5 separate regions of the Mus musculus genome follow, and regions 1, 2, 3 and 5 are each linked to region 4. The links are chromatin contacts, called in public Hi-C, Micro-C and promoter capture Hi-C maps. All regions are on one chromosome and are shown on one strand. The core of a region is the stretch at or near the end of the contact, and the rest is flanking DNA. Distances in the headings are between cores, read along the strand shown.

What was found. Promoter capture Hi-C pulls out the DNA fragments that hold promoters and counts their contacts. A called contact is a pair of places that touch in the nucleus more often than the background predicts. Capture Hi-C pulls out chosen DNA fragments and counts their contacts.
Region 1: a contact with region 4 is called in a promoter capture Hi-C map of embryonic stem cells. The contact joins the promoter of Nkx6-3 here to the promoter of Ank1 in region 4. A contact is called at or near these places in 9 of 39 promoter capture datasets (the 3T3-L1 cell line, the C10 cell line, the HPC-7 cell line and 4 more), 7 of 484 Hi-C or Micro-C datasets (embryonic stem cells, nephron progenitors and stem cell-derived motor neurons), 5 of 115 datasets of contacts at active chromatin or transcription factors (embryonic stem cells and stem cell-derived neural progenitor cells) and 2 of 9 other capture datasets (adipose tissue and embryonic stem cells).
Region 2: a promoter capture Hi-C map of liver shows a contact between it and region 4. The contact joins the promoter of Gpat4 here to the promoter of Ank1 in region 4. A contact is called at or near these places in 2 of 39 promoter capture datasets (erythroid cells and stem cell-derived epiblast-like cells), 1 of 484 Hi-C or Micro-C datasets (embryonic stem cells) and 3 of 9 other capture datasets (adipose tissue, liver and pancreatic islet).
Region 3: a contact with region 4 is called in a Hi-C map of cerebellum, with 3 times the contacts expected there. The contact joins the enhancer-like site here to the promoter of Ank1 in region 4. A contact is called at or near these places in 13 of 39 promoter capture datasets (the 3T3-L1 cell line, HPC-7-derived erythroid cells, cranial neural crest and 6 more), 1 of 15 datasets of contacts at CTCF or cohesin (the NIH/3T3 cell line), 14 of 484 Hi-C or Micro-C datasets (bone marrow-derived macrophages, cerebellar granule neurons, cerebellum and 7 more), 12 of 115 datasets of contacts at active chromatin or transcription factors (T-cell acute lymphoblastic leukemia, embryonic basal ganglia, embryonic forebrain and 6 more) and 1 of 9 other capture datasets (embryonic stem cells).
Region 5: a contact with region 4 is called in a Micro-C map of embryonic stem cells, with 5 times the contacts expected there. The contact joins the promoter of Ap3m2 here to the promoter of Ank1 in region 4. A contact is called at or near these places in 3 of 39 promoter capture datasets (embryonic stem cells and liver), 7 of 484 Hi-C or Micro-C datasets (8-cell embryo, cerebral cortex, embryonic stem cells and 1 more), 6 of 115 datasets of contacts at active chromatin or transcription factors (all in embryonic stem cells) and 2 of 9 other capture datasets (adipose tissue and liver).

What each region holds. Positions count from the first base shown.
Region 1 is chr8:23,150,595-23,155,332 of GRCm38.p6, reverse strand. Nkx6-3 (NK6 homeobox 3) reads right to left here and starts at 2,062. Exons shown (of 3, transcript NM_029002.2): 1 at 1,364-2,062. The coding sequence starts at 1,748.
Region 2 is chr8:23,204,990-23,210,007 of GRCm38.p6, reverse strand. It overlaps Gpat4 (glycerol-3-phosphate acyltransferase 4), which reads left to right and starts at 1,555. Exons shown (of 13, transcript NM_018743.4): 1 at 1,555-1,709.
Region 3 is chr8:23,107,497-23,112,173 of GRCm38.p6, reverse strand. It overlaps Ank1 (ankyrin 1, erythroid), which reads right to left. Exons shown (of 44, transcript NM_001110783.3): 19 at 4,194-4,292; 20 at 3,900-3,998; 21 at 2,834-2,926; 22 at 2,445-2,517; 23 at 1,804-1,827; 24 at 718-814; 25 at 286-364. Among named protein-coding and RNA genes, the nearest start is that of Mir486, 33 kb to the left of the region's middle. Within about 2 kb of position 2,748, at least 13 of the 459 cell types and tissues checked have an H3K27ac peak or open chromatin away from gene starts, as enhancers often do. A contact at or near this core is called in cerebellar granule neurons and cerebellum, where this site is marked.
Region 4 is chr8:22,972,451-22,977,248 of GRCm38.p6, reverse strand. Ank1 (ankyrin 1, erythroid) reads right to left here and starts at 2,413. Exons shown (of 44, transcript NM_001110783.3): 1 at 1,988-2,413. The coding sequence starts at 2,113.
Region 5 is chr8:22,802,882-22,808,047 of GRCm38.p6, reverse strand. It overlaps Ap3m2 (adaptor-related protein complex 3, mu 2 subunit), which reads left to right and starts at 2,394. Exons shown (of 9, transcript NM_029505.3): 1 at 2,394-2,472; 2 at 3,946-4,288. The coding sequence starts at 4,016.

The DNA.
Region 1 (4,738 bases), core at 813-3,312, 180 kb before region 4:
TCCCCTGAAACTCATGTGCTCTGCTCTCGTGTCATAGGCAGGGGACTTCAGCTCAGAAGAGGCAAAGGACCTCCTAATACAGTGGTTCTCAGCCTTCCTAACGCTGCGACCCTTTGATGCATGTTGTAGTGACCCCCTCCCTCCAACCATAAAATTATTTTGCTGCTACTTCATAACTGTGAATTTGCTACTGGTACAAATTGGAAATATCTGACATGCAGGATCTCTGATATGTGACCCCCCCCCCATGAAAGGGTCATTCAGTCCCCAAAGGGGTCACGACCCACAGGTGTAGAACCACTATCCTAAAAGATATTTTTCTTTACTCTTGTGTTAAACTGACCACTGTTTTTCCTGGCTATTTTCTAGTGTGTGTATGCATTCAAGATGGAGGGGTGGGTCAGGATGGGGGAGTGTAGGGTGGAGGTGTGGGAGAGACAGCATGAGCTTATAGTACCCCAAACTATAGGTCCCAAGAGATGAGGAAGGTGACTGTCATTCAGGCACAGACATGGAGGACAAGAGTTTTGAGGGTTTCCATCATTGATTCCAAATCCCTTATGCAGTGTGGGAGATAGAGATTAAACAGAAGGAGAGGGGGCTTTGCCTCTGTCCCTGACACATGTTTATCTCACCCGGAGCTTTAGTGGCTCAAGGAGAACCCTGGAAGTCACTGCCACTCTCTCCCAGTATGCCCCACTGGCACATGCCCCGGGCACTTCCTGGATCCCTGATTGGCATAATACCCACCCCCTCCACTCCAGTTCTCAGAAACCTGAGTCTCAGGGATGGGTGGGGTAAGCCCCCCCCCCCCCCGCCCCGCTCCCTAGCAGTCAGGGCCAAGGTCATCTTAGCGCTCTGGTTCTGCCATTGCTGACATGAACGGGGGAACAGGAAGGTGGGTGATGGGCCCTGGATGGGACCCCAGTGGGTTTTTGGAACAATCCTATATAACATTGGGCTCTTAGGGATACGATACTAAATTCATTAAGTTTTCTTCACCAGGGTAGCACTGTGCCTCACTGTGTGAAGGGGCGCCATGTCTCCGGGCAGAAGCGAACTTAAGCTACGTGCTGCATATGGTGGGATGGACTGTGATCGTGGGGCCTGGAGAACCCAAGGTCCCTTGAAGGGCAAGAAGTGACTGTGGGTCCAGACACCTGTGCTAGGTAGAAGTAGGGAGGAGGGAGAAGGGTGGGGTTCAGTTCTGCTGTGAGCTGAGAAAAGGGACCAGGAATTGGCAGGGCTGTGTAATAGCGGCTGAGGTTAGGTAGGTCGCGTGCAGCCCGGCCTTTAAAAGACCCCCCCCCTCCTGCCTTCTCCCCGGGACAGGTTGGGCTGGGGGTGAAGGCCCTGTACTCACTGTTGCTGCATGGCCGAGCGCTGCCTCTCCAGTCCTGGCCTGTGTCTGCCCAGCAGTTCCGGGTCCGGGTCGGGTACTCATTTCCAGCCTTGGAAAAGCTCCCCACCTGGGGGCCATAGTAGACGCCCTGGGAGCTGAGTCCACCAAAGCCTGCCACGTGGGGGTAGCCAGAGAGGAGGCTGCTGTTCGGGGTGGCAACCGGTCTGCTCAGGATGTCAGTGATTCCATGGGGAGTCCCAGCCGCCAGCTGGGGGCCAAGTCCCGGAGGGCTGAGCTTGTAGAAAGAGTTCTGCACCGAGTACTGGCACATGGGAGCCTTCATTTCTGAGAACTGGGCCAGCTGTGTGTTGTTCAGGAGGAAGGTCCCCTGCAGGTTGGACTCCATGGTCTCCAGGTCAGCGAATCGGTGGTCCAGGAACCCTTAAAGGCCAGCACTTCAAATGGTGGCCCAGAACCTCATGACAGGTTTGGAGAATCAGAGCCCCCCATCCCACCCCGAGCCTCAGACTGCCCTCTGGCTCGGCCCTTCCTCAGAGATGGGGCACCTACGTCAGCCCTCTGGCAAGTCAGGTGTCCAGAGAAGGTGGGCGGCCTTCCTCTTTCCCTCTCTGCCCGCTGGGCCTAAGGAGGGGTGCTTTCCATACTCAGAGCACCCGGTTTCTCTGCCTCTGAGTCTGGGGGCCCTCCATCAGAAGTTTTAAGTTCAGAGAGGGGACATTTCCTTGATAAAGATATGGCCCATTAGAATACAGACCTGAGACTGGCTGAGCTGCAAGCGCTGTGTCGCCATTGGTTGGAGACCACATGGGCCTCACATTGGCTTCTCCTAGACAAATTGCACTTTGAAAGATTGACTGTAAATCAGCCAGTCCGTGTGTGTGTGTGTGTGTGTGTGTGTGTGCATGTGTGTGTGCTCATGTGCGTGTGTGAAAGAATTAGCTCTAGGCGCCCTGAGCCTGGTCACAGGCTCCATTTGCTTACCCAAGTCCAGTATCTAAGAAAAGGTGGGCGCCTGGAGGTAGGGACTGGAGGCTCCTGCGGAAGTCAGAGAGAGAGAGAGAGAGAGAGAGAGAGAGGCTCAGAGGTCACAGTCCCAAGCTGCCCCTGTCGGAATGAATGTGACGCTTTGAGGTAACATACAGCTGCTTCCCTTTCTCCTGGGTAAGTGGGGAGACTGAGCAATCACTATTCTCTGGGGGAATGCAAGTCTCTGGCCTTGAGACCACGGGGTGGGAAACGTCTTGCTTAGGGAGTGGGCCGTGGAACAGCTCTGGGAGTTGCAGGGGTGTGGGGGGTCAGAAGGCATTCCACTGAAGAATGGTGGTTCCTGTTTCTCCCAGCCAGCCTTTCTTGGTCTCTTGAGTAGTCTGGCTGGCTGTGTCCTGGGTGAAGTCTCTTTCTCTCCTGTGAGCAGCCCTGGGCTCCTGAGGCAGAGACCTAAGCAGGGCAGTCGGGCTGAGGCTTGGGGCTACACTGACTATAAGGACGCCACCATTCGCTTTGTTTCTGAGGAATTTTTGCAATCTGATGATTCTTGTGGGTACCGTCTCTCAGTTGATAACGGGGAAACAGAGGCACAGAGGAATCAGGGCTTGCCTGCCAGGCTAGTCTCTAAATTCTTTCCTGAAGTCACCTGAAGTGTGAAATGGCAGGTGCAAGGTGATTGGCTATCTAAATGACTTCTTCCTGACCAGGCCACTGGGGCTTTGGGGAACACACTGTCTTGTGTTTGGAGGGATCTGTGTTTTCACAGGTGAGAGACAGAGCCTTTTCTTTGTTAGCTTTGTTTGAGGCAGAGGTCTGAGGTAGAGAAAGCTGGCTTGCTGTGGAGAATTTGACTGTAATGTAAGCAATACTTTCCGTGCCATGGGTGATTTAGGTGAGGATCAGATAGAAAAGCTTTTACGCAGGGCAAGATGACCTTCCTACAGGTTGGGCTATTTTTTTGAAGACCTTTAAAATTAAGAGTCTCAGTGTGTGTGTGTGTGCGCTCTCTCTCTCTCTCTCTCTCTCTCTCTCTCTCTCTCTCTCTCTCTCTCTCTTTCTCTCTCTCTCTCCATCCAAGAAGTCTAGAAAAGGATGATGAATCCCTTGAGGCTGGAGTTACAGGCAATTATGAGCCCTTGACAGGAACCAAACTCAGATTTCTTGGTGCCATCTCTTTGGCCTGAGGAAAAAAATTGTTTTGTTTTTATTTTTATTTTTCCACCATCCAAAAAGGGGCTGTATTTTGGAGTCAACTTCTAATTTATAACAAGTTTTACTTTCAAAACCAAATCAACAGGCCAACACATTGTAATCCACCTGGAGGACTTAGGTGTGCCACTGAGCGAGGAGTGAGTCTGCTCGCAGCAGGAATTCCTTCTCCCACCCTCGGGACTGGACTTCGCTTTTTGGAGTGGTTTCAGCCACTAAGCCATCAACAGGAATGGGTTCTGTTTTCTTTAATCACCTCTTTACAGTGTGCCTTCAACTGATTTTAGTTCTCAGCGACTCTCTGAGATGTTCTCTTTCTCCAGTCTCTATTAACTTTTGATTGATAGCCCCCCCCCCCCACCCCTTTCTGTGTAGCTCTGTTCATCTTTGGCTGTCTGGACTTAGGAACTCCCCCCCCCCCCCCCACACACACAAAAAAGTTAGTAACTTTTGTTTTTGTTTTTGTTTTTTGGGTTTTTGTTTTGTTTTGTTGTTGTTTTTAGTTAGTAACAGTTTATGTTAGGTTTATGTTAGACCAGGCCATGTGTCAACTATTCCAGATTCCCAGACTTGCCACCCAACCAAGGCAGTTGTGGTTCTGGAAGTGTTTTTAAAACCCTCTGGGGGAATACAAATGCAGGGTCGAGTTGCTGGCCTTTCAGTGCATGAGACACTGGCGTGGGGCTGGGGAGCACCAGCAATGTTAGGGACAAAGATTTGGTCATTCTGTAATAATGAGAAGTTAGGAAGGTCATTTGCTGCAAATGATTCGACTCTTATTTAATGCTATAGCTGATGAGGGGTCATCGTGTGGTAACCTCAAGTGACAAATGCCAGAGGCTGCTGAAACTGTTTCCTCTATTCTTCATCTGACAAAGGAGGAAACAACAACACCGCCACCGATTTGGGACCCCAGCTTTGCATAAAGTGTTGGAAACTAATTCAAACAGGGACCACTTGCTATCTCAGTGAGTGCAGAACTCTGACACCGCCCCCTGCTGAAAGTCAGCAGCCTGCCTGTTCTCAGGTTCTCTGGTTTGTAGGGTCCCCTCCGACCCGACCCCTTCTGTCGTGATAGCCAGGTGGTCAGCTTTTTCTGGGATGGCACTGATTACGGGGCTTTCCAGGATCTGGGCATTGGTGGACCCCTTCTTGGAGCAGAGTGTCTTCTGATGCTAC
Region 2 (5,018 bases), core at 306-2,805, 230 kb before region 4:
CTAGTCCAGGCTGACCTGGACTTACTGTATAGCTAAAGGTGACATTGAACTTCTGATCCTCCTGCCCTTACATCTGTGGAGTGTTTCAGTGAGTGTTAGTTAGCTATCATGTTTCATTTTGAAGAAACCATGACTTTAAAAAATATTTTCCTGTAGTCATTCCTCAGCAGGTAAGCATTGTAAGTAAGCATCAAATTAGCACATTCAGGGGTTGCACTGTATTAGAATTCTTGATTTTAAAAACTGCTTCAGTTAATCTGCTCACAAAAATCTGTTAAATCATTTTTGGCTTGGGATTAGGGCAGAATCTCTAATAATTTCTGAAATGTTCATAAACTTACTAATATTGTTTTGTACAAGGTATTTGTGAAACGGTGTTCTCAGCATTGACAATTATAAAATTTAAAACGTTGGGAAACTTTATGTTTTATATCCTTTGGTATCAAATATTTAGCTGATTTCTTTATATTAAGAGTGGCAGCCGGGCAGTGGTGTCGCATGCCTTTAATCCCAGCATTTGGGAGGCAGAGGCAGGCGTTTTTCTGAGTTCAAGACCAGTCTAGTCTACTGAGTGAGTTCCAGGACAGCCAGCGAAAAAACCAAAAATAAAATAATAAATTAATAGAGTGGCAAACACATCCATCTCATTAATATGCAAATTTGCTTTAATAGTTAATATAGGAAAGCTACAAATACATAGCAAAAATGCTTTTAAATAAATTTATTATCATTAAATATGTCTTGTATTCCTGTTATAGTTACATACCTGGAGTTGTGTAAAAGTTTGTGAAGAAATCAACAAATGGAGGTTTAAGTCCTGAATTAGGGGAAAGGTTAGGTACTCTTGGAAGTATACAAAAGCAATAAACTCGGAGGCTGGGAATGTGGCTCAGCTGGTCGAGTGCTTCTTTTAGCATGCACGAGGCCCTGAGTTCCAGCCCCCAGCACTTTATAAAACTTGGGACGGTAGTTTATTCCAGCACTTCAGGAGGTGGAAGCAGTCGGTGCAGAAACTGAAGGTCATTGGGCAATTCGCAGTTTTTGAGGCAAGTCTGTATTACAAGACGTCCTGTCTTAAAAGGGGGTGGGGTGGGCCAAAGAGGCGTGTCCCCCATCCCTTCTTTCTCTTTCTTCCACTATAAAGGACCCACGTCAGCAAAACAAGCCTGTCTTTGAAGCTTCCAGTCTGAGGAGAGGTTAGTTAGAACTGTGGCTGGGTTGGAAAACTGCAGTTGGCCAACCAGCCAATTACGTTAAGAGAAGCTCCGGGATGCCCGGGTAGTGCTGGGATGGTGGCTAACGTTTCGTGGCCAGCCGGAACCGAATCTCACACAAAGTCCCACAAAGACTCAGTAAATGAACCTCGCCATGCCGGGTTCTCCCTCTCCCCGGGAACGATGCCTGTTCTGGACACAGCTCAGACAGGCCCCGGTTGGCTTTCAGAAAGCGACCTCGGCTCACGCTGGCGAGCATCAGTGCGAGGAGCGAGCATCGCCGGAGCCCCGCCCACCCTGGGGTCCTCCGGGAGACCGCGCAAGCGCGGTTGGGCGGGACTCGGGGGCGGGGATTGAGGGGAGTGGGGTCCACGTCCAGCGGCGTAGACAAAGACGGGCGGGCGTACGCACGCTCTTACGTACGCCTGGGCCGGCGGCGGGCAGGGCAGGGCGGGAGCGGCAGTCACCGAGGACTGGAGCCGAGCCTCACGGCCGGTGAGTTGGATGGACCTGGTCCTACCGGACGCCCCCGGCCCCGGGCGGGACGCGGGGTCGGCAGCCGCGGGCCGGGGTCCCGCCGGTGGGGCAGCCGCTGCCGGGCGGTCCGAGCTCCTTCACGCCCGCTTGCCCCACTCCTGTCCTTCGCCAGCCCCGCTCCTCTCCTCCCGGGCTAGCCCCGCTGTCCTCTTGCCGCCTCATCTCCTCTCCAGTCGCCCGGCTCCTTGCCGCTCGGCTCCTTGGCTCAGCCAGCCCCGCTGTCCTCATCCGGCCCTTTCTTTCCCTTCCCTCCTCTCCTCGGCCGCCCCGCTCCTCTCTCCCCGACCGGTTTCTCTCCTCCTCAACCGACCACGCTCCTCTCCGCAGGCCGCTCGCCGCCTCGGCCTGGTGTGGCCCGGAGCTGAGGAACGTGGCTGAGAACCCGGCGTTAGATCACGTGGAAACGGGTTTCCCCCCCAGAATCCGTCCTTTATCCCGTGCTGTGCTCACACTGTCTTCTTTTTCGGGTCTGCCCCCTCTCCCCCTTCCCGCATTGGAGAGTCCCAGTGTCCAGGTTTGCCCCCGGATAGGGGCAGCCCTGCTTGATGCTACATGACTTTCCTGAGCCACTAACTAGAACTGCCACTATTCCAGCCTTCTTCACACCCCAGACTCCCTTTCGCCTTGGTTCCATGCCCTCAGTGGTAGTAGCATCCTACCTGGAAGTTTGACTTATTTATTCACTTTCCATCTTACTTGGATATTACATTGGTGACTCACAGGTTGTAGAATAATCTATGTGAAATTGTCAGGCTTCGCGGACGTTAAGTTCCATCCCATACCCATCTCTTGCGTATTACCGGTAGATAGCCTTTGAAGAACTTTGGTTTCGCTCGTTTTCCTTAATTTGAGCAGAACTTTTAAGAGTCTCTGCAGAGTTAGCGTGTCTTCGAGATTGTATCGCAACCCCGTAAAGACAGGCATAAAAATCACTGCGACCAAAGACTATGGTCAAAACTGTAATCCTGCCTGCTAAATTATCCTTCCTCTTTCTGAGAGTAATTTTTCAGACCTATAATTTGGAGAATTTCAAATATGCAAAACCAGGAACGTATGCTCATTATTATATATGCTCAGTGACATCTGGGGTTAATCATGCAATATCTGCATCTTCATTTATTTTACTTCTTCTGTCTCAGGAAGAAACAAAAATTTAGCACTGGAGCGCGCGCCGTGTGTGTGTGTGTGTGTGTGTGTGTGTGTGTGTGTGTGTGTTGGAGGTTTGTGGTTTATTTAATTTTACCAATGAGCTGTATATCTCCCGTCTCCATGTTTTTGATAGACAGTGAGCCTTTACAAGTCAAAAGTAGCTTAAGTTTCAAAATGAAGATTGTAGCATTGCATAAAATCGTAATATGTTTTTGTTGAAAGGTACCCTATTATTAAAAGTTCTTCCTTGAGCTGAGGTGCTGGCTCTGAGTAAATGCTATATAAACATGAGGACCTGAGTTCAGATCCCCAGCATCCATGTAAAAAGCCAGACATGGCTCTCACCTGTAGTCTCACTGCTGGGAGGCAGAGACAAGAGGCTCCTGAGAGCCATTTGATAAGATTCTGGTTCAGTGATAGACTCTGTTCCAATACAGTGAAAGGACTAGAGAGATGGCTCATCAGTTAAGAGCGCCTGAAACTCTTGCAGAGGAGCTGGAGTTGATCCTGGTACCATATGCTGGTTTACATTTATCTGTAACTCTGCCTCCAGGTGATCCTATAGCCTCAAGTGTTCCTGGCCACATACAGATACACACTTACACAATTAAAAATAAAAACAGGGTTGGAGAAGATGCCTTGGACCTTCAGAGCACAGGCTGCTCTTCCAGAGGTCCTGGGTTTGATTCCCAGCATCCACATAGTGGCTCACAACTGTCTATAACTCACTTCCAGGGGATCTGGCACCCTCTTGTAGCCTCAGACACCAGGCATGCACATATATACATGAAGGCAAAACATTCGTAAAATAATAAAACAATTGGAAGTGGAAAATGACTAAGGAAGAGACCTGAATTCTGGTTTCAGTATGCACATATGTGAGTGAGAACTTCAGATGGTTTTGTCCAGTGTCTTTAATTTTTAAACAAAGAGGGGTTCGTTGGCTTGTCCAGACCCATAGAGGCCAATATTGAGGCTAGGAAAAACATCCCATTTCCCCAGCTCTGCACTGGGTTTTTTCTTCACTGCCACTGTGAAGTGCCACTTTCAGATTCCCTTGAAAACTTATAATCATGAAACATGTAGGTGAGTTAATACAAGCTTTTCTAATGAAGGACAGAGTAGTACAATGAACTGTGCTTAATTTAAAAAAAAAAATAAGTGTGGGACAAAAGACAAATTTTGATTATAACTTTTAGAAGACTTTGGGAAATACTGACTTAAAGATGGTTGGCAATTAAATAGAAGAGATTTATATAACATTCATTGCTATTTAATACAGTCACTAAGGGGATCACCCTAGGGACCCAGCTCAAGTGGTAGGGCACTATTAGAAAGTTTGTTACTAGAACACCATAAAATTTATTCACAGCAAAATAAGATGGCTACAGTGTATCAGCAGTAAAAGACACTGTCTTTTAGGTAGTCATTGACTAAAATGCCCTTGTGCAGTTCTACAACATTTTTTTTTTCTCCAGAAACAATATTGCAACTAGGAAAGGAGGAATTTTACCAGGCAGCCTGCATAGTTAGTTCCAAGGCCCAGTTAAAGGAATTTCTTCAAATGTGTTGAGTGGTTTGGTTTGGTTGCTTGTTTTTTATTTAAATAAATTAACTGAGGTACATACATGCAGAAAATAGCTTACCAAGATTTCTTGCATGAGATAACCTGTTTTTAAAACAGGATGCTTTAAATGGGACAGCTTGACTAAGTGAATCTGTATGCTAGTTGGTTCAGGGCTGAAGTATTTTTACAAGAGGACTAAGAATCATCAATTAATGAGCTCCCCTGTGTACGTTAAACTGGTAAGCTGAACAAAAAGTAAGAGAACTGAGTTCCTTGAAGCACATTCCATCCATTTACAGTGTGTGGCAAAACTCCTGAGTATTGATTCTAGTCATCTTTGTACTAGGTACCTCTGTTTCTCTTCCCTCCTCCCTTTCATCCTGGGTGATGGTTAACTTTAATTATTAACTTCATTGGATTGAGAAATGCTGAACGTGTTTTCAGAAGCAGATTATGAGTAGCCCGAGTTAGTGAATAGATTCGTCCCTTGGTATTCATATAGATGGCCTTACTGAACAGTGGTGAGAAGGGTCTAGCTGTGAGACATAAGT
Region 3 (4,677 bases), core at 1,499-3,998, 130 kb before region 4:
TTCCTGGTCCTGCAACTGCATGGCCTGAGCATCTCCCTGCATCACTGCATGCTATGATAGTGTTTCCCTCACCCTGAGTCCCCTTGCTCCCAGAACTCACAGTAGAAACAATGGGTACATCAACTGCATTGAGTTCTACGGGACGCACAGAATCATGGGTCTGAACCTGTTCTGTACATGTCATGATCTTTTATACTTTAGCTCCTACTGTCCCTGGGTCATACAAACGCAATCATGGAATGTCCTCGTTCCCCCTGCGGCGGGAGGAGCCAAGGCTCTCCTTACTTGTTCCTGATCTTCAGATCGGATCACAACGGTCTCAGGTGTGACACAAGGGATCCTTGGGATGGCTGGAGACTCCACCCTATGAAGCAGGAAAATGAGACAGTCAAAGAGCAGAACATTTGAAGCGGACCCTGACGTCATTCCTAAGACACCTGAGTGACAGGCTTCAGCACACTTGTAATGACCTGACTCACTCACCCCTTACATCATCTCAGGTGACAAAACGACTCCCTGATCTACAAGCTGACCCATGTCCCCCTGCACATCTGTCTCTCCCTCCCTAGTCACACCCAGGACTGGCTTTTGCCTAAACCCCTCCATCCCAATGACCCCCAGGGGGCCTGACTTTCACCTACATTTCTACTCCGAGTCCCAGAGCTGCACCTGGCCATCCACAGCCTGATCCTCCCACCCCGACTGAGCCCATCTTACACTTGGTCTAGCTTCGGCACAAAATCCAACAGCTCTTTCTCCTCACCCACATCCCGGGAGTCCCGCCTTTCAGCCTTCGAGCCGACAAGTTCGTCACCTGAAACCCAGGAGCTTGAGTGAGGGGCAGGCTGGAGACAGGAAATCTCTCTTGCTCTCGAAAAGCACCTCTCCCAATCCACCTCTCAATATCTCCTCAAAAGTGGAGGGCACTTTTGGTTTTGGTGCCCCAAGGGCCTGTTAGACATGGCTATCCCCAGTCCTGTTCTTCCAACCCTAAAACCCAGGGTGGCCAGTTCCTAGTTCCTCTGTTTTGCAGGAAAGAAAAACAACAAAGCCAGAAAGGTTTTTTTTGTTGTTGTTGTTGTTGTTGGCTGAGTTCACCCTTACACAATAGCTCTTTCAGAGTGTAAAGCGTTGCCACAAAAAGAGTCACAGCTACAGATAATTATTTTCTCCCCCTCCTAGCCCCCTTCTGGCACTTCTTTATAGACCAGGCTAGCTTTGAACTCAAAGATCTCCTGTTTCTACTTCCTGAATGCTGGGATCAGAAGCATGAACTACACACCCTGCCTAGGTTATAGATCATTCCAATCTGCAATTACAGAGAGGCAAACAGCACAGGACTCAGATCTGTTCCTCCCTTTATTTCCATTCCTACTTCTATACCTTGTAAATTCCTCCTTCTGGATTTATTGTTTGTAGTCGCACCTAAATTGGCAACCTGCACACCCCTTCCTTCCCTTCTTGGCCTGACTAAGAGCAGTGGTTTGGGCCCTGGGCCCCGTCCTGGCTCTCCCACTGCATCCGGAGCCCTGGCCCTGGTGATCTGCAGCCCTGTCCCTGTGACCGGGAGCCAACAAGATGGACATAGAACTGTTCATGCAGGATGAGCACAAACACAGAGGCATGAACACAGATACAGGGGTGGTTTCATGGTGTGCGATCCTGTTTTAGTCAGCTCTGGGCCCTGCGTGGGGCCGGGCCTCGGAGGATGAGAAGCAGGCATGGGTTAGTGAGGAACTTGTGTGCTTATGGTGGGATGTGCTCTGGTGAGAAAGACCACAGGGAACAGAAAGCATTTCATACCCATTATAGATATGTGAGCAGTTCCTGGAAGGCAAAGAAGAGCCAAGTTGAAGCATCAGACCCAGTATAGTGAGAGGCACGTTATTAAGAAGGGGGCATTAGAACTGTCTAGCTGACCGTCATACCACCACCAAATTCTAGACAGAGGGGGCCACAGATCAAGCCCATCCTCGCTATCCTGGGTTCCCTTGATTTGGGGCTTACTTGGGAGTGGGGAGAAAGGAGGTGAAAGATACTCTGGAGATCACAAAGTTGAAACCTTAATCACCCATCACCCAATGGTAATGGAGAAGACTTCAAACTTTCTGCCCCACTAGGTCAGAAGGGCAGCTGACCAGTATGCGTTCTCAGTCTTAAAAACCTGCCTTATTAGTTACTGAAGCTCAAGGAGAACAGCAGCCAGATGTTGCTGCAGCTGTTGCCAGCTCTTGATCAAATGCAATTGTATCAAACCTACCAACTAACTTGCCCATGAAGACTCGAGATCATCTGAAAGGAGTTATTTTGTCAATAGGCAATGTCTGTAAGAAGTGGGTCTCCCTAGCTACATTGTATACTTGTATGTTTAGGCTAGATAGGTTTGAGGGGCTCTGAGGGATGCTTGAGAGAATGGAGCCTGAGTTCATCCACAAAGATTTTACCTTCATCTTCAGACACGTCCAGGATCTCGTCCACCGTCTCAGGGTAGCTCATCCGGTGTTTGTCACTGACTAACTGAAAAGAGAAAGGGCGGGGGCTGGGACCCATAAGGAGCCAGGCACACTTGTTTCTGTCCTGCTACTGCCCCAAATGAGCAGCCAGGAAAGGTGATAGAAAAGATATGTTGCCAAAGAAAGCCAGGCCCAGGAGGCATTTGATCTGGAAGCTCATGCCCAGACTTCCCGTTTCCTCGCCCATTCAATTCTTTGGTCACTAGGTGGCAGTATGCCCCACCTGTAGCTAAACAGTGCCTACCAGGCGGGAGGCATTGACTTTGGGCAGTAACCCTCAGGGCCCATGGCCACAGCTGGGGTAGGGGGTGGAGACCTACCACCACACTGGTTTCATCTGTGACCACCTTGAGCACGTCTGTTACAGAGATGTAGCCCAAACGTTTGGCTATTGCCAGAGGTGTGGTTCCGTTCTAGGACAAAGGAGAGACAAGAGAGAGAGTCAGAGAGGAGAGTCTGTCTCCTGAGCACAGATCCAGTACCCTTGGATTCTTCACAAGCGCCCACAAAGACAGACTGGCCCTTGGAGCCAAGAAGAGGTATGCATAAGTATGTGATCCTTGGGGCCACAGAGATGGGACAAGGCAGGAAGGAGAATAGGACAAACTGTAAGCCCTAGGTGTTGGGTATATGGCCTTGGCATGAGAACAAGGCACCCTCCCCGCTGCCACCTGCCCCCGCTCCCAGGGCAGGCAAGCACTTCGGGGAGGAGCCAGTAAGGAAACCCCAGGATCCAGCTGGCAGAAGAGCTCAGGGAAAATTGCACAGTGCCGAAGCTTTTGTTCTCTGTGAAATCCTTCTCTGCTTGCAGAATGTGACCTGGAGTCCACGTGGCTTCAGCCCTGTGCAGACCCTCAGCAAACACTTCTACAGGCAAGGCTCTACAGCCTTCCAAGCTGGGAACAGCCTTGCAAGGTAACCCTACACACCCCCGCAAGGAGAGCAGGAAATGCATCCTGAAATCACCAAGGCTGCTAGGGGTGTCTTTGAGGCAGGCCCAAAGCACTTAAATTTGCCTACTCCTGTCATAGTGAAGGCAGCTTCAAACACACCAGAGGGTGTGTCAGCAGAAATAGGTACGAGCCAGAGGAGAGGAGGCATGGTGCTGGGAACACTATTCTACGATCACTCCAGTGTCTAAGCCTGGAATATGCAAGGCACACAGCTCTGTGCAGACCCAAGACTGTCAACAACCTATGTAGTTAGGTTGTCCCTACCCCCTGTTTCCTTTTTTCAAAGCTCAGGACTGAGGCAGGGCCTCAGAGTTGCTCTGGTTGATTCCTAAGTGAGCGCCCAGGAGATGTTAGCCTGGGAGCTGGGTGTAAGGTACCTTGGTCTTGGCATTGCCCCTTGATCTGTCTCAAACGGGACCGGGTAGGTACTCACCGAGCTGACCTCATTTGGAGAAGCACCATTCTTCAGGAGCAATGTCACAATGTCTGTGTGTCCTTGTTGAGCTGCCTGGTGCAAGGGGCTGTATCCTAGCTACGAAGGGAGGCAGGCATTTGACAGGGTTGGTTAAGAGTTGCTGGAAAGAACTGCATGCAAACTCCAAAGTCCATCTACTATCCCTCCTGCTCCCCCCCCCACCCCATTTCCTTTTTTCAAAACTTAGGACTGAGGTGGGGTCTTGAGTGGCTCTGGCTGATTCCTAAGTGAGTGCCCAGGGGTGTAAGGTACCTTGGTCTTGGCATTGACATCTGCCTGGTGCTGTAGCAAGAACTTCACCAGCTTGATGTTTCCATAATGACTGGCCACATGGAGCGGGGTGTAACCCATCTGAAAGGCAAGAAATGGGTGTAGGTGGCAAGGCTCCATCAGAGCCATTCTTAAATGGAATCCTTACAGAAGCAACCATCTAAGGGAGGGGAGGAAGCCGTCGGGGAAGGGCGAGGGCTACCATGAGACATGTCACCGATGCTGCTTAGAGAAGGGGCAGGATTTGGCGGCAGACAAGTGGAGGCTGACGTGAACCTGGAAGAAGGGGCTGGGTGGAAAGTTGATAGCCTGGGAGATGAGCAAGGGCAGTTGATGTGAAGCAGAGAGAAGACAGAGTGGGGACCGACGTCCGGCGCAGCTCTTAGAGAGGCTGGGATTGGAGAGAGTTGTACTGGGATCTAAGAAGCATTCTTTTTAGAAGGAGAGGGTAACACACTGGTCTATG
Region 4 (4,798 bases), core at 1,164-3,663:
CCTCCAAATACCCCCATAATGTGTCCCTGGATAAACAATATATCCTGGGAGTTCACATCATCACTATCCATTTGGATTAAAACTTCCTGGTTGTTGTACCAATCATAACCTCTCAAGACACTGCAGAAAACCAAGATAATCTGTATGGAAGATTTCCGAACACCTACTGACGCAGTGTGCTGTGACCAGCTAGTAAGTCAAAACGACGCAACCCAGGGACAGGGGAACGTCTGATCACCCAGAACCCAAACGTGGGGCAAAGTTCACCAAGAATGCAAAGACAAAGACTTAAGACATAGAATCAATCTCCAAATGGCTTTGTTTCATAGACACACATCGCATGAGGTCAGTTAAGAAGAAATGAAATTGAAGAGAGTTTTGCTTTTACTGTTAGTCAGACTGTCATCTCTGGGGTCGGGAATACGAAGAGGAAGCTCCAGGCAAGAAATGAGAGGAGAACGAGGAACTGAGTCTTCCTCCAAGATCAAGAACAGGGATGGAAATACAGAGAGGCCCAACACCATTGCCAAGAGAGTGGAGGAGCACTAAGCTCTCTTAGGAGACTTCTCTGCCTAGCCTGCTGGATCGGCATCTGAGACCCTAACGTGGTACTCTCCCTGTAAGTGGCACCAGCCCAAACTGATTCACTGTTGGTTTGGGAAAGACCTCTTGCTTAAAGAGTGTGTTATGCTGAAATTCCTATTTACACACGAGGTGCCAATATTGGGGCGGGGGGGGGGGAGAGAAGGGGCAGAGAGGGAGGGTAGAGGAACACTATAGTATCTGTCAGGCGTATAGGAACACCTAACATGGTGATTCCTTAGATTAAGAGTCAGAGAACACCTCAGCCTGCCCAGTGTCATCTCCAGGAAAAGAGCCCTATCAGCCCTGCCACCTACTTCGAAGTAGACTGTCCCCTACACGGCTGTCAACCACAGCTTCTATATTTCCTTCTCAGAGCGAGTCAGTTTCAGGGAGGGAGTCTTTCATAAGCAAGGGCAGCGTCTCTGTGAAGACGCCCCATGAACCCAAATTCTCTGGCCAGGGGACGTTCCTGCAGGCTCACATCAACTTCTCCAGGTTAAGATGGCTCTTGCAAGCTAGGGTCCAGCTCTACCTTGGACTCCCAGAATTCCACTCACGCTTTCCTAGCCTGTGCATCCCTGAAGCTCTAGCCGGCGGTAGAGTGCCCTGCTTAGTCGCTGTGGACATCCAGGTGCTTGTAATTAGACCGTGGGTCTAAACTACTGTGGTTCTTACCCCGCCATGATCTGAAAGAAGGACTGCAAATAGCAACAGTTGCTTTCAGGGGTCTGGATCCCTGGGCTGTCTCAGCACAGACCCTTGTCCCATGAAAGACTGCCCTCATGATGTCCCATGGCAGAGCTCTTCTCCGACCAGGCCTTGGGTCAGGCTGGAAAAGCCCCAGCGAGGCTTCTAAGGGAATTCCTCTTCCCTGCCACCAGTGACTCCTCTGGAATGACCTTAACATAAAATGCTGCCAAATGCCTGAGGGGTGAGTTGCTTCTTCCAGGTCCACCCGCGGACCCACAGGGTCAGGAAGGGATCGGGAAGGGCAGTCGCCCCAGTTCGTCCTGAGAGATCTGGGAGGAAGATGCTCTCTCCGGCGGCGCAGGAGAACTCACTAGTCACCTGAGCAGGAGCGGACAGTACCACCTCTGGAGCGCCTGCCCTGTTCACCCAAAGCAGCTCCCCGAGAAAGCCAGGCGAGCAGCCCTGCGCCCCGCGGTGCAGCCCCTTACCCGCTTTGCCACCCCAGAGGCGGCAAAAGTTCCTCCGGAGCGCGGGCCTCTGTTCAAGGTGCTGAAATGAGTCTGGGGCAGCTTGCCGGAACCCCGGGGCCGCTCTCTGCTCGCCCTACCCGCCTCCCCCCTTCCCGCTCCCGCGGGGTCAGCCGGAGCGCGGCCGATCGCCTTCCCGCAGCTACTCCGGGCGCCTCGGTGCGGGGCCGCCGCCGCCCCCTTACCTTCTTCTTGCGGTCACGGGAGCGGTTCCGCCGCTTCCTGTTGGATTCCTCCTTCTCCTTCTGCTCCTGGAGGGCCTGCGCCTCGATGTCTTTGATTTTCTTCAGCTGTTTGGCCGCCTGAGCCATGGCGGGTCGCGGCGCTCGGTCCCCGCCTCCCGGGCCCGCGCCCTCTGCGAGCCGGCGGCGACGACACCCTCCCGGGGAGAGCCGGCTCCTTCAGCTGCGCAGGGCGCGAGCTTCTCCCCGGCGGAGGCGAAGGCTGCGGCGCCCGGGGGCCGGGGCGCGGGGCGGAGGGCGAGGAGAGGCCGGCGCGCGGCTAGCCGAGCCCCGGGGTGGCGCCTCCCGCCGCGGCCGGAGCTCGCTCGCCCGCGCCCCGCACCGGCTCTGGGCTCGCCGCGCGCCCTCGCCGCGCCCGCCCGCCCGCCCGGGCCCCCCCTCTCCTGCGGCGGCGGCGGCGCGGGGGGCGGGAGGGAGGAGGCTCGTACTGCGGCGCGGGCCGCGGAGGGCGGACTCGCGGGCTCGCGGGAGGAGCGGGGGCAGCTCGGTGCGGCCGCCCCACCAGGCTGGGCGCGGGGCGCTGCGAGCCGGCGCTGGGTCCCCGCTGCAGCGGGGTCCCGGGGTGGGGATCGCGGGGCGCCTTGGGGGCGACGGGAACAAAGCGGGGCCGTTCCGCCCGGGCCCGGCGACCCTGCGGACCGGCGTGCCTGACGGCGGCGGAGAAAATGCCAGCATCGCCTGGCCGAGCTGCGGAGCGTGGGACCGGGGCACCGCTGCGGCACGGACTCCGCTAGCGCCGAGCCTGGCCCGGGCCGCCCTCCGGGAAGGGCCGGGGCTCCTGGAGGAGAGCTTGATCTGCCCCGGTCAAACCAAGTGGGCCTTTCCTTTGCATCTTTACCAAATATACTTAGAATACGAGTCCAGCGTCAAGTCCATTCTTTTTCTTTTCGCTCCTTTTGGACGGGAGTGGAACTGGGTCTCCCCATCAGGGACCGCCCACCCTGCAATACCAGGTCTCTCTCCACCCTCCCTCCGTAGGTACTGTGGTCTGGACCGGTGTTGGGCTGCTGTAAAGAACCTTACCAGCTGGGGGTCACGCAGCTACCAACGTAGACTGTGGGAACGGGGAACCGGCTTAAGCTCATTTCACCACTCAGTCATGTGACAGGCGGGGAAACTGAGGCCCTGACCTATGAACATTGCCCTTTCAGTCTGGTTGGTGCAGCTCCCAACCTCCTCCTTCCCTATCCCACAGGATGCTAAGGACAGTCTTGAACACTGGTGTTTGAGTCTTGGAGAAGTTATTATGAAACAGCCTGCTCCCTCCTGTCCTCTCGCCCGCCCCCCCCCCCTCCCGAGCCTGTGCAGGTTTGAAGCAGCTCTGGTGAGGAGCAGAAGGAGTAGTACTAGGTACTGTTCCCACCCCTCTTTCTCACAAACACATCTCGCTCAGTGATTTCCACTTCTGTCTTCCCCACTAGGCCCCTGACAGAAGGTAAGGTGCTGGGTAACCACAGGGGTCTGACAGATCTAACTGCTGTCATTTCCCAGGGGTGAGTCCTGGGGCTTCTCACTGCAGGCAGAACCACAAATACCAGTCACACATGCAACTTCAATTGTCATGTAGCCACTTTTTTTTTCCATGTAAAGAAACTAGAAGATTGATTTTAAATGTATTTTTAAGCCTGTATATCTCCCAAGCCATCGTTTCAACATGAAGTTGATATATTATTGATGCGATTTTACATTATTATGCTGAGTCTTCAGAATCTGGTCTATTCTTGTCTGGATTCAGATGAGGCGTATTCCATCACCACCACAGGCCCCTCTCTCGATAACACACCTTGGCTGTAACCAGCCTGCTCAGAAGGACACCCTCTGGAGCCCCAACCTCATGTCTTTGGCATCCCACCGCTAAGTCCCTTGACTGTAGTCATGAATAATATTTACAAACTGGTGTAATTATTGTTACTTCCCAGAGAAACGTCCTTTTTGTTCCAAGATGGAGATCAAAATATGCTCTACTATCTACAAGGACCTGAATGGTCAGCCCTACCCTAACCTCCAATTTTTTACTCCAGGCCTTTTTGGTACCCATGTGTCATCTAAATTCCCTGGGGCCATCTGCATCAGGATCTACATCCCTGCTTCCTCTGTTCAGCCTGCTCTGTCCATACTCGACCTTCACACACACACACACACACACACACACACCTACACACACACACACACCCCTACACACACACACACACACACACACACCCCTACACACACAAACACACACACACACACCCCTACACACACAAACACACACACACACACAAACACAAACACACACACACACCTACACACACAAACACACACACACCCCTACACACACACACACACACCCCTACACACACACACACAAACACACACACACACAAACACACATACACACACCCCTACACACACAAACACACACACACACACACACCCCTACACACACAAACACACACACACACACACACACACACACACACTCCCAGGTCAGCTCTCCTCCACTAGATCTTTAAGCTCAGTGAAGAGAGGCGACGTGCTTTATTCGGAATTGCATCTTCAGCACCTTGGCCAATACCGTACATTCCCAGGAGCTCAGTGAAATGGAGTTAAAACCAAGTCAGCTTTGTTCTGGTTTAAGGAACAAGAACTAAAATGGTAGCGCTTACACGGCAGTGAACATTTCCACTCTTTTACTGGTGGGTACGAGTGAGGAACAGGGAGGGTGAGTAGCTTTCCTGAGATCACACAGCTAATGGAGAGATTCATGGAAAA
Region 5 (5,166 bases), core at 1,145-3,644, 170 kb after region 4:
GAGTCACCCCCGGGAATTCACTGTGGAAGCCGCAAGTTTCTTTTTTAGCCAGGATGGTTGGGTCCAGAGAGCCTGTCCCCGCAGGCTCAGCAGCGCCACCTTCCGTGGCCAAGAGCGCACTGCCCAGTCCGCCGCTGCGCAAAAGCTCCGTGGGACTCCCTATTGTCGCTTTTCTAGTGGCGTTCACATTTGAACAGCTAGAGCTTTCTTGGCTGAAAAGACAGAATGGTTATGTAAACAATCAAGATGATTTGTTTTGTGTTTCAGATGGTTATTTTCAATGATTATGCACTTTCAAAGAACTTGTATTTTTGATGAAATTCTCAATATTTACTTTGTCTATTCTATGAAGGAACTTTTTAAAAAATAAAAAAAAATCTATAGCGCCAGAAAAAAAAAATCTTTGGCTGCCACGTGAATTTGGGAGTTGGGAGGTTCTTATAGGTCCACACGCCTATAAGCTGTCTGAGGAATCCTAGAATGAGGACAGATGGAGCTTACAAGATCTGTCTGGGGAACTGGGCGTGGGGGGGAGTACAGCCTAAGAGAATAGATCAAGAGAGAGAAGGCGGAACAGTGTGCAGAGAAAAATAGGCTGGTGTCTGTGTGCTGAGGAGCATAGGACGAGTTATACAAAGTCACATTTCCGCGTCTGGTCTGTGGGAGGGAGTGGTCACGGTCTTCCTTACATTGTACTTAATAAAGGCAGATGCTGAAGGGAATTCTGGGGCAGCTGCGTCACATCTCACTGAGTCAACTTTTAACAAAACTTGAAAACTCATTCTCAAATGATAAAAAGGCCACCTGTAACACTCAGGCAATGCTAAGTAAGCCACGCAGAGAAAAGGAAACCCAGGAGGTGACTTGACAGAGGAAGTTTTTCTGGTCTTCACTTCTAGCTACAAAAAAACCCACATTTGATGAACAGGAAGCAGCTGGGTCTGGCACACAGTAGACAAATGTTTGCAAAGCAGAGGTTTGGTTTGCTTCTGAGAGTAATCTTTATCTAAATAACTACTTAGAAACTAAGTATGTTATTTGAAAACTTCTTTTTTTTTGGACCAATCTCTTTTCTTCCTCCGGAAATCTTCTCATTTGATGACTATTTCTTCTGTAATTTCAAACGGGACGTATGAGGCAATGTCACAAATCGTTCTTTTTTTTTTTTTTAAGCTTTGAAATTATTTTTAAAATTTCTTCTCACACCCCTCCCCCGCGCGCGCCCGGCCCCGGGTGAGTAGCGACCAGGTGGGCAGCACAAGCCTTTAATCCCAGCACTCCGGAGGCGGGAGGCAGAGGGAAACAGTTCAAAGCTGTCCCGATCTGGAGACTTCCCGGCCAGCCAGAATTGTTCAGCGAAACTGTCTCAAGTAACAAAACGAAAGGGAAAATAAACACACACACACACACACACCCGTTTTTGCATGTATGAGGTACGCGTTTGCATTTGTGCATGGAAACACTTGTAGGAGTCAGAATATCACTCCTCACCTTCCATCTGATTTGAGGTAGGGCCTCTTGTTTTTAGGTACTGCCAGAGACCTTTCGGAGACTCATCTAGATTGGCACGACCGTCATCACCGCAGTTTGTCATTTCATCTTACAGTGTGCCCAGCAGTTTTTGCAACCCCCTTCACACTTCATCTTACCGAATGCCTCATTTTAATCTAACTGAAGATAAAATTTCCATCGGATCTCTGCTTCACACTTTCCCGAGTCACAGTAACCTGTGATCTCTTTAAATTTAAGGTGGTTTCAAAGACCTGCCCCAACACCTTCATTATCGGATCTGGGAACTGAGAGTCTGGAAGGAGAAGTCAGTCTTATCTGTCTGTCTGTCACTCTTTCTCTGCCTTGCTCCCCCCTCCCCACTACGTCTCTACTTTTCTCCCTTCCTTTCCTCTCTTGTCTTCTCCCCTCCCCTCCTTTCCTCTATTCTTCCCGGTTCTTTCCCGCTGGCTTGGAACTCCCTGTGTAGACAACAAGGTTGGCCTCGAACTCACTGAGATACTTCTGCTTGTCTCCTGAGTGCTGGGATTAAAGACCTGCGCCACAGGCCCGGCAAGCAGTCGCTTTTTAAGTGCACCTGTGTAATGGAGGTTAGTTATGATTGGTTATCTGTGATGCATTAAATTAGAAGCATCCCGGGAATCATTTTACCTTTCCGGTCACTTTCTAGCTCCCCGGAGGCCCTTTGTGACTGGATGACCGACTGTCTTCATCCTCCAATCGGGGCTTGGAGTCTCAGAGCTACACCAATTGAAGGTTACCGGACCTTCAATAAAGACCAATCGGATGCTAGAGCCTAGCAAGCGAACGGCGATCAATCAGAGCGCAGGAGCGGCAGCCGGGGAGCGGCTGGCCAATCAACGTGAGAGCGGTGAGGAGGGGGCGGAGCCTTCGTGCAAGGAGCACTGCGCAGCGCGACTGCGCTGCGGAGCCGGAACGGAGCCTGAGACCTGGTCGAAGCTGGTAGGGTTGGGCTGGGCGCGCGCGGATGGGAAGGGCTGCGTTGGGCGTCGCCTGGGAGAGAGGTACGGGAAGAGTCCCGGGCTACAAATGCCGTTGCCATGGCAACGCAGGTGCACAGTTCTGGGACCAGGGTCCCTGCTTCTGGACAGTTTTCAGGCTGGAGCCCCAAGGCCCATAGGGCCTCCAATACCCTAGGCTTGCAGGCTGCTGGGCTGCAACCTCTCGATGGCTGTCTTGGCAGCCGACGATCTGGACTCTCTCCTGGGGCACTAGGAAAACAGGTCTTAGCAATGTGACCAGTTGTGCTAGCTCAAGTCAGTTCGCTTCTAGGCCACCCCTGGGTGCAGCAAAGCTGCCTCATCCTGGAGATGTCACTGTAGACAAACTAGGGTGTCTCCAGAGATTTTTTTTTTAAGCATCCAGCGGAATGCTTTGTGCACAAATAATTCAGAGAATAGGTCCTTAGTGAATGAGTAAAGATCACAGTGGCAAAGATTCCAGGGGCTGGCTCTGCTCAGGAGAAGTAGAAAGCACATCACATATGCTGTTTCGAATAGGAATCGTGGTAAGCTAACGATAAGTTAAATTTTAATATATTTCATTTGACCCAAACATATTACCAGTATTAAATAAGTGGTAAGATATTTAAAATTGAGTCTTTTTTCCCAACCGAAGCTGTCCAGTCTCTAATCTTACAGTATATGTCAGTACTATCGGCCTCTTTTCAAATGCCCACTACCCATTTAAATAGTGCCTAACATCTTTGTTTATTTCATCTAGATTTTTTTTGTTTTGTTTTGTTTTGTTTGTTTTTTTGAGACAGGATCATGTTATGTAACCCAGGCTAGTCTCAAACTTGTGATCCTCCTGTCTTAGCTCCCAAGTGCCTGGCAAAGTCGGATTTAAAAGAAAATTAAGTATATTTATGTGCACCCATGTGAACAACAGGTTGTCACTTCTCTTCTCTCATGTTATGAGTCCCAATGAAATTGAATCCCATTGTTTGGATCGTTAGCAAGCCTCACCTGCTGAGCCATCTCACAAGCCTGAAACTAGTGTTTTAAGTGGATCTAACTCGGGCAATAATAACAGAGAACTGAAAATCTACAACAGACAAACAAATTGGCTGCTAGTTATTATTGGGAATTCAAGGGAAGAATCCTTAGGGCTCATGTAATAGTAGCAGGTATGTCTGGCCGGTGGCCTGCAGGCCACATGTGGCCCAGGACAGCTAGGAACGTTGCCCAACACAAAACGGTAAACTTCCTTAAGTCATGGGGACATTTGCTTTCCCATCTCGTTTTGTGACTTGTATGCTTCCTGAGGGTGTTTTTGTGGATGACAGTGTCGTGTTGGCAGTATCAAAAAGTTGAATGCACCAATGGGAAGAGGACTTGGGCCTGATCCTCGAACCTCTGGAAAATAAGGTTGTTTTAATTCAGTGAAAATGAGTCCAGTCTCTTTTGTTTGTAGGGTTGAAAACTAGCTGAATCCAGAGGCTCGCAGACTGAACCAGCGTTCCTCTCCCACCAGCCTCTCCACCATGATTCACAGCCTTTTCTTGATTAACTCTTCCGGAGATATTTTCCTGGAGAAACACTGGAAAAGTGTGGTCAGCCGCTCTGTGTGTGATTACTTCTTCGAGGCCCAAGAGAGAGCTACCGAGGCAGAAAATGTGCCTCCGGTCATCCCCACCCCTCACCACTACCTCCTGAGTGTTTACCGGCACAAGATCTTCTTTGTGGCTGTAATCCAGACAGAGGTCCCGCCTCTGTTTGTCATTGAATTCCTTCACCGAGTAGTGGATACATTTCAGGTTTGTAAATGTGAGAGTGTATAGAAATGTATATAAGCCATAAAAGAACCAAACCTTTGGTGGGCTGGCATTGTGTAGCCCAGGCTAGCCTGAGCTGCGTAGCCCAGCATATTTGCAGCCATCCTCCTGCCTCAGCCTTCTAGGTGCTGGGATTATAGGCATAAGCTGCCATGCCATCTTGCAAACATATTTTTATAGTACTGTCTCCATTGTTTTTAGCTTGGGTTTAGAGTATTTTTTTAAGAATCAAAACTGAGCATAGCTCATATCCTGTCTAAGTTTCTTCCTATTTTCTTAGTTGGCTGCATTCAAAAAAACCATTTGGATGCTCTGAGGTCTCTTGCGTGAGAGAGCCACCCGTTACACATGAATGCATGTTCTTTCTTAGCTTTGCTCACAATTAGAGTTCATTTATTCATGATAGATAGACAGACAGACACACAAACACACACACAGACCTTTTTTTTTTCTAGACAGGGTTTCTCTGTGTAGCCCTGGCTATCCTGGAACTCACTCTGTAGACCAGGATGGCCTCAATTTCACAGAGATCTTCTTGCCTCTACCTCTGAAGTGCTGGGATTAAAGATGTGGGCCACCACCACTTTGTGAGGTTTTTTTTAGTACTGTTAAATTTATGCTAGCCATTGTTAGCCTCATTGCTTTGACTTGTGTCCCAAAGATGACAAGTGTCAAGTTTTCTAAAAGAACAAAGAGGAGAAGCTAAGAGGCACTTCTTTGGACTGCTCCTGGCAGGGCTCTCTGGGTTCAGCTTTCATTCTGAATGAGTTGCGTACACGAAGCATGTATGCTGATGTGAGTTGCTGTCATGGTTTTCTGTTCTTGGGAGAATGTGAGGTTTGTTGTAGTTTACATCTTGA